2 separate regions of the Mus musculus genome follow, and region 2 is linked to region 1. Evidence: chromatin contacts called from public HiChIP or PLAC-seq data. All regions are on one chromosome and are shown on one strand. The core of a region is the stretch at or near the end of the contact, and the rest is flanking DNA. Distances in the headings are between cores, read along the strand shown. Region 1 overlaps Gm36857 (a long non-coding RNA gene). Region 2 overlaps Gm13707 (a long non-coding RNA gene).

Region 1 (3,156 bases), core at 266-2,765:
GCACTAGGCCCTCTTCCCTGCTCCTCACTCTGAGAGAACTTCTCTCCCTTCCCGTCAGCTTCGAGTTTTTCTTTGGTTGTGTCTATTCTGCAGGCAAATCTGTTGAATGAGTCTCTGATGACTTTGGTTTTGAGGGTCACTCTTGTGAGGTGTTGTTGCTGTTGTTGCTTTGCTTTTGCGAGACAGGGTTTCTCTGTGTAGCCCTGGCTGTCCTAGATTCACTCGGTAGACCAGGCTGACCTCAAACTCACAGAGATCCACCTGCCCCTGCCTCCCGAGTGCAGGGATTAAAGGTGTGGGTCACCACTGCCCAGCAGGGTTGCTCTTGTCTTGGTAGCATGTGGTGCATCTCGGTCACAGTGTTCTCGATGCTTGGTGGTCTTTGAGTCTGTGTTTTCTTCTGGTACGAGAGGCCCCATGAGTACGGAGATGAGTTGTCTTTAGTGGTGAGGTGGGAAACTGTGGGGCTGGGCAGTGTGAGTCAGGAAAAAATGCTTTTATTTCTCCTGGATGAGGCCAGATTCAGGGTGTGGTTGCCTCTGGGGCTTGTTGTCTGTTCTGCTCAGTATATGTGTGTTCCTATGATGTGTGTGTGTGTGTGTGTGTTTGTATGTATATGTGTGTGTGTAAGACCACTTTTTTGTATGCTGTACTTTAGTGTCTTAGCCATCTCTGATGGTGAGTGCCTTAGAACCTTCTGTTCTGTATGCTTCCCCCCGCCCACTGCCCCACACTGTCCTTTTTTTGAATCTAGAGGTCCTTGGAGACATCCCATTATACAACTATACAACTGATCTCTCCTGCTTGTTTTGGGCTCATTCATCTGAGTACATCTGTTGTGTGTCCTTCACTGTTTCTGGCTACAGAGGTTGCCTTTCTCTATCCTTAAAAATTTTCCCTCATGTCTACAGTTGACAGTACTCTTTGCTCTGGGAGTTTTCCTTCTGTCATTTCTCTGAGGTTCTCTGTCTTCTCTGTTCTCCTATGATTTGGAGGAGGGGAGAGCAGGCTGCAGCATGTATTCAGTCTTCTTGGGAGACTTTTTTTTTCCCCCTTTCAAACTCATTTGAAGTTTTCCCATGGATGAAGAATTTAGAGAGACTACCGGTTGATAATTACAGGTGGTGGTGGTGGTGGAGGATAGCTTAGTGTTTATCCTCAGCATCTCTGCAAAAGCTGAGGGTTCCAAGCCAGAGTGTAGATTTGGACTTGACTAAAATCTAGGGTTTTTCTTTATTGCTGTTGTTATTTTTTCCCCCCTATTCACAGTCAAAGGCCACTTTGCCTCAGAACCCTGTCTCCAGTGCTGACAACCTTGTTGCTGGAGAATTTCTGGGCGGAACCCTGGATGGCACCTTCTTGGCTGGGGGCACTGTTTTAAAGCCTTGCAATTTTAGGGAGTGATCTGGGTGGGGTCACGTTCCAGCTGCACCCCATAACACTTCGCAAGCCCTGGCTGTGCCGATGGCAGCTGCTGGCTGCGGCTGGCTGCTCAGGCCCATGGAGGAAGGAAGATTTCTTGTTGAGAAATCTCTGAGTCACTGGCAGCCTCTGGCTGTGGTTTGCTCACATGTCTGTAGCCCTCTGGGGCTGATGTTTCTGTGAAATCTTTCAAGTTCATTCTTGCTCCCCTGGGCTCACCCTCTCACAAGTGCTTGCTTGCCCTGCATGCCGCAAATGGCGAGAGAACATCAACTCTCCATGGTCACTAGTACGTGATTGCTTTCCCAGGACTCCTGCGGTGATGTGTTCTTGGGTCCGTGTTTATGTGACATAACAATAAAATACTCAGTGCTTCTCTGGATCTTTCCCCCGAGGGCATCTTGAACATCCAAAGACAATAGTGCAGTAATCACCATGATTTTCAATCTGAGGTAAATGTGCTTTTTGTTAATTTTTAAGGCAATAAAATTGACTTTGAAGGTAGTACTTCAGACTTTTAAATTTTACCACAGAACAAAAGAGCTCTGTATCCCTAAAGCCTGTGTAGAAATGCACACTTCGTCTTTACTAGGGGTGTGGCTATGTGTACAGACGTCTTTCATTTCATATTCTAGTAAAGCTGGCTGCTCTAAAATTCATTTTATTTCCGCCAAGAATGTTTGATATAAAAACTAGAGGTCTTTCTTTACAGAGAAATATTCTCACAGAAAATGACTAAAGCTTGTGAGGCAAGATTAAGAATCTTAGCTCTCAGGTGTCCAGAATGGTCACTTGTAGCCAGACGCTGCACACAAAACCCCCTTTCTTACTAGGTAGTTTTTAGAAAACACTGGTACTTGGAATTTGCAGATTAGACATGGACCACAGTGATGATTGGCGCTGGGAGTCAAAAATGGAAAATGTAGAGATAGCTTAGAGATGCAGACACAGGATGCTCTTGCAGGGGACTGGAATTTCATTCTCAGGGTGCCCCTCATGCTGCCTATAATTAATTCCAACTCCACGGATAGCTGATGCCTCTACCTCATTGGGCAGCTGTACTCATAACTAAAATGGTTTAAAACAAATCTTTAAAAAGTGAGAAAACCACACATCATCCTTGGGGCATCTGGAGGGAACAGTGGGAGCCAGGCTGGACGATCAGAATGCTGAAGGCACAGGCATGTCCTTACTAAAATACCATTCAACTTAGAACGGTGAATTTGATGGTATCCAAAATACATCTCAACAAAGCTCTTTACAAATCCTGCCTGGGTACCACTATAGACCATTGAGTCAGGCTTCTGAGGTAAAACCTTAATATTAATGTTTTGTAAAAGCTCCCCAGGTGATTCGAACGTGCCGCTGGTTAGGGGCTTGCTGGTTTATAACCTTGTTTGTCTCCGTTGGACAATCCTGACATTCTGCATCTGGTTTATTATTTACGTCCTTTGTTTCCATCCACTTTACTAATGGTGGAATTTGTAGACGTTATTAATTCTGTGTTTGGGTACCCATTCCTCAACTTCCCATCCCCTCTTCTCTCATCTGCCAGTGATCATGATTCTGTGTATCCGCTTAACAGTCTACGTGAAAATCTATTATTTTAGAAACAACCGACAGAGAGGAGGTTGATGGAGAGAAGCTTGAAGGCACCGTATGCAAAGTAAGGAGAAAGAGAAGAAACACTAGCTACCTTTATTTGATCAATACATAGCCTATTCGTGTATTGAG
Region 2 (3,156 bases), core at 361-2,860, 1.8 Mb after region 1:
TTACAAAGACTGCAGTGACTTGAAACCTCGTGAACTCACTGCTTTACAACTCTGGAAGTCAGTGGCCCCACACCTGGGTTAGAGTCAAAGCCTCCATAGGGCTGCTCTCTTCCAAAGGTTTTAGGGAAGCGTTGCAGCCCAGGTTCTAGAAGCCACCCACGTTCCTTGGCCTTTGACCCTCTTCCTCAATTTTCAAAACCAACAGTGTTGCAAAGCCCTGGCCTTTCTTCCATGGCATCATGTTCCTGTGACCGCAGCTCATGCACACAGTCTCTACTTTGAATGTTTATGCTGGGTTCACCTGGGTAATCCCGGAAGCTCTCTCCATCTCAAGGCCCCTGGCTAATCACTCATCGGCTTTGAGTGCTTCCTTGAGTCCCTCTGTCGTGTAAGTTCACAGGCTCTGCATACTCCGTCATCCAAATGCACTGGTTTCTGGCTGTCCTTGTAAGTTCTTGTTTTCTGTCTCCACCTGTCTGTCTCTTCAATTTCAGGGACAACACTTTATCCCAAGACTCTGCTTCTCTGATAGATCTAGTGAAGTTGTTGGGTTTTAGTATTATTATCATCATTATTATTCATTAGAATGGCACTTCCCAGCTCCTTCCTTATTTGTTGAAACTGGAATCACAACCAGACCTCTCCAGCTGCCCTCTTTTTAATGTCGCTCCTCTCATTGCCGTGTGCTCAGAAGCTCAGAGCAGGACGTTATGTCAGACTCTCTGCCAGGCACATTTGTTCTTCATAACGTTTGAGAATTTCTTCTTGTAACCTTTTTCTCTCCAGCTTTTCATTCTGACATTCGAGATACTCTAAACTTCATGTTGCCTCCCGCTTCTTAACTTGAAAATAACAATAATGCCCTATTGCTTAACGGAGATCATTTAAAAGTAACACTTTGTCGAGTTGGGTGCTGGAGATGGGTGTGCAGAAGAGAAGGTCCCCCTCCACCGTCTTGCACCCATTGAACCCTGAATTCCTGAGAAATGGCTTTCCTCTGCATTTGAATCGTCCTCGCCTCTTTTGGAAACCCTCTCTGGCTTTCCTCTCACAACCCCAGACTTCATCTTCCTCTCACAACCCCAGTTGCCCCTCCTTTGAATCTCTCTCTTTCCATTTTCACTCCTCTTTCCAATAGTCCTCTTCTTACCGGTGAAATTTGAAGAATGTCAATGAGGCTGGCCTTTCTTCCCAGCAGTTTCCATCTGTGTCACCTGCCCACTCACCCCCTGGGACTCCCAGAAGCTTCATGTCATTGGATTGGCCCAATCAGTCCTACCTCAGCCTCTAAGAAGAGCTTTGCCATCTATCATCTGGGTAACCTTCCTCTCCCTTTTTGTTCTCCATCCAGTACCTCCTCCATGCCAAGCTACAAGCCACAGCTTCTTCCTAGTCATCCAGTTCTTACAGGTTTTTTTTTTCCGTCCTCAGTATTCTTCCAGTTTTACACGGCATTTTATAGACCTGGTTATAGAATTTTGTGGTGAGCTAGTTCACTTCTTTCCTTACAAGGGTGAGATCATCTATTGGACTAGGATTGCATAAGCCTTCAAGTAAATGTCTGTTTTGTCTTTAACATTCTGGTTTGACATCTTACATGGATTTTCTTGTGGGTGGTTGCAACTTCCCCACACGCTGTTCCTTTGTTTCACTTTCAGTGTGGAAATACTGGCCAGACTGGTATAGAGTAGCCTCCCATATAGATTCTCCCTTCCTGATGACCTAGGTTGTCTAACTCTCTTCCTTTTCTTACTGTCATTTTTATCATGTCAGACCTAGTCTTCACCAATTCCCTTGTCTACTCATTCCATATTATTTTGCAGGGACAATGGAATATCCAATTTTGAATTAATAGAAAACTCAATTCAGATGAACATCTGCAAGAAAACTGTTTATGTACTAACAGAACTGAAAGTCCAAGATAGATAGATGTTAGGGTGATGTTTGTGTGGTTTTTCTTTCCATTTGTGTATGTATACATGCACATTTGTGAACATGTGTGTCTGTGAACATGTGCAGACTGAGTTGATGTTAGGAACCACCCTCAATTGCTGTTCTATCTCATTCATTAAAGTCAAGTCCCTCAGTCAAACCCAGGGAGAGCCACTATGTCAAGTCTTGCTAGCTAGCGTACTCTAGGGATCCCCTGCCTCTGCCTTTAGAGGCTAGAGTTATAGTGAGGCTATCCCACCACACTCATGTGGTGATTGGTGATCCAAACTCTAGTCTTCATGTTTGTGTAGTCAATCACTGTAACCGTCAAGGCAGCTTAGCCCTGGGGTTGCAATTTAGTCTTGCTGAGATGAAATACTCTGGTAAAGACAATGCTAAGAGAGAAGGGTAAGAATTTATTTACAATCCCAGGTTCTAGTCCACAACTGAGGGGGAAATCAAGGCAGGAGCTTGAAACAGCTAGACACATCCAACGACCAAGAGCAGAGAGAGAGAATGATTGCATACATGCCTACTACTCAGCTCACTTTCACCGCGAAGTGTTTTAGGGCTCACATCTAGGGAATGATGATGCCCATGGTGGACTGGGCTTTCTCATGTCAATGAACAAAATCAAGATAAGCTTCCACAGTCACCTTCAGAGGCCAGCCTGATCTAGGCAACCCCTCATTAAGATCCTCTTCTCAGGTGATTCTAGATTCTGTCAGGTTGACAGTTAAAGCTAAACGGCTTAGGGTTAGAGAGACGGCTCCCAGGCACTTGTTGCTCTTACTTGAGCTGCCATGTGCGCACTGACCAGGATGCTCAGCACCCACACGGCAGCTCACAACCAGTTCTCACCCCAGTTTCAGAGGTTCTGCTGCTTTCCACTCACTTCTGTGGACACCATGCACACATGTGGTACACGTGGATACAGGAAAAACATTCATGCACATAAAGTAAAATAGATCCAAGTAAATGAAGGGGCAGCTCCATGTTGGTTTGCTTCAACAGCTCAAGCATGTCATGAAAACCCTGCCGGCTTTGCTATTTTCTGCTCTGCCTTTGTTCTAAAGATGAATTCTCTAAGTAACAGCAAAAATGAATCCAGAAACCCAAGCTATGTGCCCGTATGCCATTTCTCAAAGGCAAGAGAGTATCCCATTTGGTGGCTCGAAAAAGTGAGAAAACCTCTTTCTCAGACACACCAGGTGATCTTAGGAC

What was found. HiChIP or PLAC-seq counts read pairs in DNA pulled down with a chosen protein or histone mark.
Region 2: a contact with region 1 is called in an H3K27ac HiChIP or PLAC-seq map of microglia, with 4 times the contacts expected there. The contact joins two enhancer-like sites. A contact is called at or near these places in 3 of 39 promoter capture datasets (hippocampal neurons and liver) and 1 of 115 datasets of contacts at active chromatin or transcription factors (microglia).

What each region holds. Positions count from the first base shown.
Region 1 is chr2:71,593,171-71,596,326 of GRCm38.p6, forward strand. All of the region lies in intron 1 of Gm36857 (a long non-coding RNA gene), which reads left to right. Among named protein-coding and RNA genes, the nearest start is that of Gm36857, 3.4 kb to the left of the region's middle. Within about 2 kb of position 1,516, at least 76 of the 459 cell types and tissues checked have an H3K27ac peak or open chromatin away from gene starts, as enhancers often do. A contact at or near this core is called in microglia, where this site is marked.
Region 2 is chr2:73,395,496-73,398,651 of GRCm38.p6, forward strand. All of the region lies in intron 2 of Gm13707 (a long non-coding RNA gene), which reads left to right. Among named protein-coding and RNA genes, the nearest start is that of Gm13707, 10 kb to the left of the region's middle. Within about 2 kb of position 1,611, at least 18 of the 459 cell types and tissues checked have an H3K27ac peak or open chromatin away from gene starts, as enhancers often do. A contact at or near this core is called in microglia, where this site is marked.